3 separate regions of the Mus musculus genome follow, and regions 1 and 3 are each linked to region 2. The links are chromatin contacts, called in public Hi-C maps. All regions are on one chromosome and are shown on one strand. Each heading gives the region's core, a stretch centred on a gene start, on an enhancer-like site or on the middle of the called end of the contact. The rest is flanking DNA. Distances are from core to core; before and after follow the strand shown. Region 1 has its middle 75 kb from the start of Gm41044. Region 2 overlaps Mast4 (microtubule associated serine/threonine kinase family member 4). Region 3 holds the start of Mast4 (microtubule associated serine/threonine kinase family member 4).

What was found. Hi-C and Micro-C count contacts between places; a contact is called where the count stands out from the background.
Region 1: a contact with region 2 is called in a Hi-C map of bone marrow-derived macrophages, with 3 times the contacts expected there. The contact joins two enhancer-like sites.
Region 3: a contact with region 2 is called in a Hi-C map of cerebral cortex, with 4 times the contacts expected there. The contact joins the promoter of Mast4 here to the enhancer-like site in region 2. A contact is called at or near these places in 1 of 484 Hi-C or Micro-C datasets (cerebral cortex) and 2 of 115 datasets of contacts at active chromatin or transcription factors (neural tube and stem cell-derived neural progenitor cells).

Annotation. Positions count from the first base shown.
Region 1 is chr13:102,088,484-102,091,183 of GRCm38.p6, reverse strand. No RefSeq gene overlaps it. Among named protein-coding and RNA genes, the nearest start is that of Gm41044, 75 kb to the right of the region's middle. Within about 2 kb of position 1,428, at least 40 of the 459 cell types and tissues checked have an H3K27ac peak or open chromatin away from gene starts, as enhancers often do. A contact at or near this core is called in bone marrow-derived macrophages, where this site is marked.
Region 2 is chr13:102,743,804-102,746,503 of GRCm38.p6, reverse strand. All of the region lies in intron 26 of Mast4 (microtubule associated serine/threonine kinase family member 4), which reads left to right. Among named protein-coding and RNA genes, the nearest start is that of 1700099I09Rik, 15 kb to the left of the region's middle. Within about 2 kb of position 1,318, at least 90 of the 459 cell types and tissues checked have an H3K27ac peak or open chromatin away from gene starts, as enhancers often do. A contact at or near this core is called in bone marrow-derived macrophages and cerebral cortex, where this site is marked.
Region 3 is chr13:103,333,043-103,335,742 of GRCm38.p6, reverse strand. Mast4 (microtubule associated serine/threonine kinase family member 4) reads left to right here and starts at 1,251. Exons shown (of 29, transcript NM_175171.3): 1 at 1,251-1,907. The coding sequence starts at 1,551.

The DNA of each region.
Region 1 (2,700 bases), core at 179-2,678, 660 kb after region 2:
TGACCATTCCTAATTGTTGCTCACTAACACAGGTCATGATGGGCACAGTCCTGGTAAGGTCATTGTGTGGTTAGCGACAACAGCACACAATAATCCAGCTTCAAAATCAACCCTCTTGCTTAATACCTACTAACTTCCCAGCCACTTCTTCAGGTTCACTTGGCTGACCAGCCGATTTTCACCAAGAGGAAATGCTTCACCATCCGAGACAAAGAGGTGCACTCACAAACATCAGTCCTCCGCGCTCTAGCTCTGCTTTTATGGCAGACCCTTTGCTACACAAGAATGGTTGTCATAGGAATCAAATCACTTGGCAAAATTTAAAAGATCCATTGACTTAAAGAAAACCTCCTGGGCTATAAGCTATCAAAGGAAGGCGTTTTGCCATTACTGTTGCTAGCAATCTGCTTTTATTCAGAGTTGCCCACCAGTAGGCTGGCATCATTTTTAGGACAGATATCTGATGCCACAACATTTTCTCAGTGCAACACTTTTTCAAACAGAGAGCAAATTATTTTGCTTTGAATTTTGGTAAAGAGAATAGTAATGATTATAAAGATAACAAGGACAGAACTATTAGTCAGTGTTGTGATACGGTCCAGGGAAGAATGGTCACTCCTAATCCTGCCCCATGACATGGTATAGTTGTAGCATCACCAAATTCAGCTGCTACATGCTGGAAGACAGGCATGTTCTGGCTGTTTGTATTCTGATGGTAATTCTGCTTCAAGAGGGGCTGCCCTGATGAGGAGTGGAACAAGTACTAAGGTGATTTCATATGAAACTTCTCATTCTAACTGGTCAAATAAAGGCTACGGTCTGTGATTGGGCAATGGGAGGGAAAGGTGGGGCTGGAGATTTTAGAGAGTGGGGGAAGAGTAGGGAATGACAGAAGAAGGACAGAGGGCGGGAGAAGAGGTGAAAGGAAGATGGAGCAGAACCACATGGTCTAGAGAAGCCACAAATAGCAAGGGATCTCATAGCTGGGGAATAGGTTAGTGTAGTGGTGTGCGGCTTATATTATAACTATGTTATGTGTTTTTGCATGGGCTTATTGGGTTTGGGGATTTACTGCAACACAGACACATGTTCACTATGCATCAAAAATGACTGTGTAACCTAGAAATGAGGTTTAGATTCATAACTCCTATTTTTTAAAAGTATGTTTTCTTATTGCTTTTCTTATCTTTGTATAAAATTCGCCCTTCCGTTATCATCTGTTCATGTTTACAGAAGACCTAGGCCCAAAACTGTAACATGTGTTGCTACACAGTTCTAAGGAGACACCCCTGGTGACCTCCTTTTGTGGCAGCCAAAATCCACATGCTCATTACCCAGAACCTGCAGAGCAGTTGGAGGAGTAAGACTCGTTAGCGCAGTTGACTGTCTGTCCAGGGTGCACAAAGCCACCGGCAGGAAACAGGAAACTCAAACTTCGTTATTTGCTGGGGGAGGAATTGATTCATCATGAGTGCATCATCTTTGGCAGGCAGCTCTCCAGTCATCTTCTGTTGCTGAGGCCAAGCAGAGGAGGAGGGAGCCCGGGAGTTAAGGTGGGGGTTAGGAGATTTCTATAGGATTCATTTCCACTCACCTCCCAGAGGCCCCATGCTAATAAGAGCAATAATCACCATTTATGATTGTTTAATATATGCCCAGTTCCCAGCTAAGTGCTGTCTGTGCACTAGCTAACCTAATCTTTAAAACACCTCCCCCCACCCCCGGAGATAAGTATAATGAACTCCTTTTTGCACATTAGGAAACATAGACTTGGAGAAGTTAAGTAACTCGCCTAAAGCACACATCTGGCAGGTGTTGGAGTCCGGACTCAAATTCCAACCTCATCTGACTCCATAGCTCTATCCTTAATCATGCTATGTGACTACTTCCCCTGAAAATTAGAAGCCACTCAGTCTTGAAAAAATTAGAAAGCCACTCAGTCTCACCTTACAACTGCATAAAGAATCCCCTTTGTATACACATCTATAAATAACACATTGTCATCTAATTCACTGTCACCCTCCAATGAGGGGTGGCCACTGCAAAGCCTTATGTTTCTCAAGGTGAAACCCATATCACTCGTGCACATCCATTCTTTGGGTCTTTTGTACCCAGGAGCCATGAAAACTGCGTGTTTCTCCTTCAGTGGTCCATCACATTTACAAAGATGAAATGAAATTAGGTTTTTTATGTTACTGCAAAGAAATGCATAATGGAATTAATTGCAATCTCGGCATTTTTGTTTGTTTGTTTGTTTGTTTGTTTGTTTGTTTGTTTAGGGATAAAACAGGAGACGATAAAAATTAGCTTTTACATGGAATAACACCAGAAGCTCCGAGTCCAACCCTTACCTGCTATTCCCTCTGTCATTACTGTCAGGATTCAGGTTTCCCTCTTCTGATTCCTTTTCCATGTTAATGTGTAAGGATTGGCTGCTTGGACTAAGGCAAAAGTCATCTTTGGCACCTGAATTTAAGACTTACATTCACCATGATTACCTCTCATCTGCTGTCTTCCTAGTCACAACAGGCTTTTGCCCCTCAGAGTCATAAGTCACTTGTCTATAAAATAAGAATGACATCATTAACTTCCCAGAAATGTTGGGAGGATTCAATGAAACAAGAACCAAGGCTCCAGCATGTTGTTGGCACATGATAACCATGAAGACTTTTCCCATCATCCCCTGAAATCCATGCCATT
Region 2 (2,700 bases), core at 69-2,568:
CTCAGGGAAATAGCTGATGGGGAGCTGAGGTTATAGTTCCGTTGGTAAAGTACTTCCCTGGCAAGCATGGGGACTTGAGTTTGATCCTCTAGAACAGTGGTCCTCAGCCCCCTAATGCTGTGACCCTTTATTACAGTTCTCCATGTGGTGGTGGCCCCCAGTCATAAAGTATTTTCATTGCTACTCCATACAGTAATTTTCTTACTGTTATGAATCCTAATGTGAATATCTGACATGTGATCCCCTAAAGGGGTTATGACCCACAGGTGGAGAACCACTGCTCTAAAACCACACGGGGTGCAGACACCTGCAGTCAGTGGCACTTGTGCACTCACCACTGGGGAGTAGAGACAGGAATGTCACAGGCTTTGCTGGTCAGCCAGGTCAGCCTACTTGGTGAGTTTCAGATCATGTATCAAGAAACAAGGATGTCTTCTGGCCTCACATGCTTGTGCGTGTGCACACGTGCACGCACACACACACACACACACACACACGATCCTACACAAAACTCATACACATACATAGCTAATGAAGCAAGAGTACTTGGCACCCGCCAGGCTCTGCTGGGTTTTACACAAATTCATGTGACCCTCGGTTCTTCTCTGAGGCAGATGCTATAAATAGAGGTGTCCCCATTTTCCAGACACACAAACCAAAGTAGAGAGCCATGAGCAAGGCAGCCACAACCATCTGCTAGGTCAGTGATTTCAACCCAGGCAGCGTGAGTCAGAGGCTGTGCTTTCAGTGCCTACCACACACTTCTCCAACACAAGCATCTAATTAGGAGTGCCTCATCATCCAGTGCTCACAGTAGGAAGGCCTAGCATCACCAGGCTATAATCAAAGTGCTAAACCTAAGGAACAGACTGTAAACGTGGCAGAAGTTCCCAAGAAGGAAAGACTACTGGCATCGAAAAAGCTCAAGAGAACTGAGGGTTAATCTGTACAGGCCTTAAATGATGGTTCGGGGAGTTGAGGAGAAGTAGGGATAGCCCAGGCAACATGGATAGAAATGCAAATGTGAGGTGGGTGGGTCTCAGGTGTTGGGAAGTACACAGTGAGCCTAGTAGGTTGAGGCCTTGGTTCATGTTGGGGTAAGGTGTGCTAGCAGGCTGGAGCTAGGGCGGAGGATGAGAGTCAGGGCCACAACACAAGGGAGGCCAGAAGGAAGAAACCTTGACTCAGTTCAGCCCACTTAAAACTTCTCCTCTCCCCTTGTGCACTGAAACCCGGAAAGACTTGCAAGTCAGAGCAAACTAAGCAGACATCTAGCAGTCAGCTTGCCTAGTTCTGTTGCTGCTGCTATTGTTTTCTCAGACAGCTATCACAGAGTTCTCTCACGCCCCAGCTTCCTTGTAGCTCCTGCTGTAGCTAGGTGGATCCACTAGGTGGCAGGCTTCGCAAACAGCACCCAGTATTTTTTTTTTTCTATTCATTTACCATTTCTCCTGATGCTTCTGATTAATATTTGCATGATGCACCTTGTGCATTTTTTACTACAGGAGCTGTCTTTGGTGTATGAATATCAGTCCAACAAACCGCTTTTTGAAAAGTCATAAGTAGAAACAAACAAAAAGTAGGTTTAGCTTTTGTGGAAGGGGGCATTTATTCAGAGCCTCAATACATGCTGAGTCAGCGGGCCCTGCTCCTCTCCATTTTCTAGTGAGAAGCACTCATGATTTGTACTCTAATTTATCATTCACAATTTTATCATGCTTATGCCTCCTTCGTTTTTCAGTGATCTAGTTCTCTGAGCATGCCCCACATGGCCCATGATGGTTTGCTGACCGCCACTGTGGTGGACACAAGCCAGGCACTGGAGAGGTAGAGGGGACCAAGCACCCGCTGCCCATGCGGAGCAGATCGGGAAGGAGGGGCACTGGGGGATGAAGGACAGAGTAGCCAGACTTTGATGGTTCCATTTACCACCATGACTCTGAGAGCAAGAATCTCAGGGGTCCTTGAAACTGTTATCATTATCTATAGTCCAACAATGACAGTCCTTTCTCACCTCAGGAGTAGTGACCCAACCCTCGGATCTTGATTATAAGAATAAAGATTATACATGAGAATGACTTTAAAGCTAAATTGTATTTTTAAAACACCAGGTGGCATTGTTAGCCTCCTACTAGGATATGAAAGTCTGAGCCAGGTGTGACGGGACATAACCACAATTCTAGCCCTCCAGAGGCTGACGAGGAAGAACTGGCACATGTTTGAGACCAGTGTGGGCTACCCTGTGAGTTCTGGGCTAGCCTGATCTACAGTGTTAGACTGTGCTTTAAAAAAAAAAAAAAGGCAATGTTGAGATGCATTGGAATACAAGCCCCAGTGGCTCATGGGATATCAACCTAGTGATCATATGGAGGTGTGTGTGCACTCAGTATAGGAAAGTAGCAAAGAACACTTTTGAAAGATAAGTCCCAGCAGCCTTGTTGCCCCTTTTCATCCCATTCATGAAGGCCTCCTTCCACGAATCTTCAATAGCGAATTTTCCACTTGGTGAGAAATAAGCCAACCTCTCCCGTTAAAGAAAATGTAAATGTTTTAAAGTTTTGCACCTACATGTAGGACATATGACTTACCTTTCTGTTGGAATTCAGACCCCACCTACCTAAAATATTTTCTGCAAATCTATTATTAGGTGGGAGATTATACTTCTAAAATGATATATGAAGAGCTATGAAGGCAATAATA
Region 3 (2,700 bases), core at 2-2,501, 590 kb before region 2:
GAAGATCTGCAATGGCTTCGGTGTAATTCTTCCCCTCTTCTCCCACGGCACATTGTAGCACTTACCAGAGCTTTTAAACATGAATAATGAGGCGGTATTATGCAATATCAATCTCTCCCCCGACCACAAGCTCCTCAAGGGCAGGAGACCTGCCGTATTCATCTTTGTATCCCCTGCAACCAACTGGCACACATCTCAATCAACGTCTGTGGAATGGAAGCTGGCTGAATTTATACCTCGGGTCACGGTGTGGAGCTCAGACGGGTCTGGAGCTGAAGGCAAGTAGGACTCATTTATTTCTCGCTGCCTAACTCCGCACTGGCTTCCCAGCAGATCCAAGACACCACAAAGGTTAAGGTGATTATTCTGTTGGTGCTTTGGTGGAAGCTCTTTCTCCTTGTTCTTATAGGAAAGGAAAAATGAGGCCCCAGGTCGGCCGCGTTGTGCCTATGCAGGGCTAGAGAAAGCCAGTTAGGAATGTCCCTTAGCCCAGCGGCAGAACCGCAAAGAGCTGCTAAGACCGTTCTGATAAAGCCTGGTCCTAAACACAGAGCATCAGCTGTTTCCTTCCTTTGTCACAAGCGCGTGTCTTTGACTTAACTTTAGTTTCTAAGCAGAAATACAGAAAAATCATCTTTGGAGACCTTGGCTTGTGTCCAAGCCGGGAACTCTGCTGACACTTTATTTTGCTCTATCTAGTCTTATTGCCAGACAACATCGGTGTTGACGCTTCCCTTTACAATTTGAGGAAACTGAGGCCCAAGAGGTTTATCCAGAAAGAGGCTTGGAGATGGGCTGCGTTTGGATCCCCTCTCTCCACCCACCACGGACTTCGCTCTCTGCACACGGGTGGGAGCGTGAGTTTGCGCGTGACTGGCCGCGCGCTTCCGTTTTCACGCGAATCCTCCCGCCTAATTTCCCCGATTTCACTTTTTGGAGACTAAAAGTCCGGTTCTCCAAGGTCTCGCCTCACTCAGCCATCTCCCACCCACGTCCCAAGGACAGACGGCCACTCCCCCACCCATTTCTGAGTCCCAGACCGAGTTAAGTCCGCGGACTCCGCGTCGGCCCTGTGGATCCCCGCGCCGTGGGGCTGCCCCGCGCACCCAGAGCTCCCGCGGGATCGGGTGGCCCGCTCCTGGCCCCACCTCCCCTACCTGACGCCCGCGCGGCCAGCGGCTCCGCAGCCTCCGCCCACCAGCGCGCCTGCGCTGCCATTGGCTCCGCGGGCTGCCCGTCTCCTCCGCTCCGTCCCGGAGGCAGGTTTAGCGGGAGAAGCCGCAGTCCCGGCGGCTCGGGCGCAGCGCGGAGCGCCGATCGCGGTGGGCATGGCCCCGCGCGCGGGAGTCCATGTCAGCAGCCGAGCCACGGCGGCAGTGAACTTGGCGACGCGCTCCTGTGGTCCAACCTCTGTCATGTAGTCGCCGGCGGCGCTCCCCGCAGCCCGGGAGCCGCAGCGCGATCCAGACACAGCAGAGCAGCCGGGGCTTCTTCGGGAGGCGCCGAGCGCACCGCCACCCCTCGGACGGCACTTTGGGCCGAAAAGGGACATGGGGGAGAAAGTTTCCGAGGCGCCTGAGCCCGTGCCCCGGGGCTGCAGCGGACACGGCGCCCGGACCCTAGTCTCTTCGGCGGCAGCCGTGTCCTCGGAGGGCGCTTCCTCAGCGGAGTCATCCTCTGGCTCGGAAACTCTGTCGGAGGAAGGGGAGCCCAGCCGCTTCTCCTGCAGGTCGCAGCCGCCGCGGCCGCCGGGCGGCGCCCTGGGAACCCGGCTACCCGCCGCGTGGGCTCCCGCGCGCGTGGCTCTGGAGCGTGGAGTCCCTACCCTGCCGCTGCCGCACCCGGGAGGAGCGGTGCTGCCGGTGCCCCAGGTCAGCAGCGCATCCCAAGAGGAGCAGGATGAAGAGGTGGGCTCAGTCTGTCCCATCCCACACCCTCCAGGTCCCGGCTGTAGGGGCCCTTTAGGTCCCTTTGCGTGCGCGCTGGTGTCTTGGAGAGGGGAGGGAACTAAAGGTGCTCTGCTACAGCCTGGGATAGTGACTGTCAGGAGACTCTGTGGGTCCTTGACTTCTAGTGGTTGTCCTCGCGCGCTTGTCTACATGGGCTACCCGACCGTGTGCTTTGGAAGTGTCACTGAGCCGATCGATCCCTTCATGTCTGTATCTGCTTGGGTCCTTAGCTATTGAATGTGATCTGAAAGCTTGGCTTGTCCCCACAACTCATATCCAGATTCTTAGACGTGGGAATCGCTAATCACTGCGGTCTTGGATGGAGCGGGAGACCTGGAGCGTTTGACGCTGGTGGGAGTGGTGACTGTGGAGTTGCTTCTTGGGGTGTCAGAGACCAGAATACGCTGGAGTCGCCCGTGGGTGGTTTTGGTGGTCGCTTCACCTTTCATCCTGGGGAAGAGGAAGATTCCCCATGCTAAGCCTATCGCGCCGGCTCCTATTTGGACTCAGTGTCCAGAGGAGCGCTGTCACCAATCTGGATAGGATGTGTCTTGTTCAGAGGACTTTGTCTAGCCTCATTTCTTCGAAGGCTGTGCATCCAAAAATTATCGGTCTCTTCCTGACACACCGAGTTTTGTAATCCACTAGGTTGCTATCTCTGGTTTTCTTCTCACCCCCGCCCCCCTCCGCCCCTTTCCCCTCTTACTTTGGAAGACAGGAAAGGAAGATTCTCCAAGTCTTTAAGATTGTT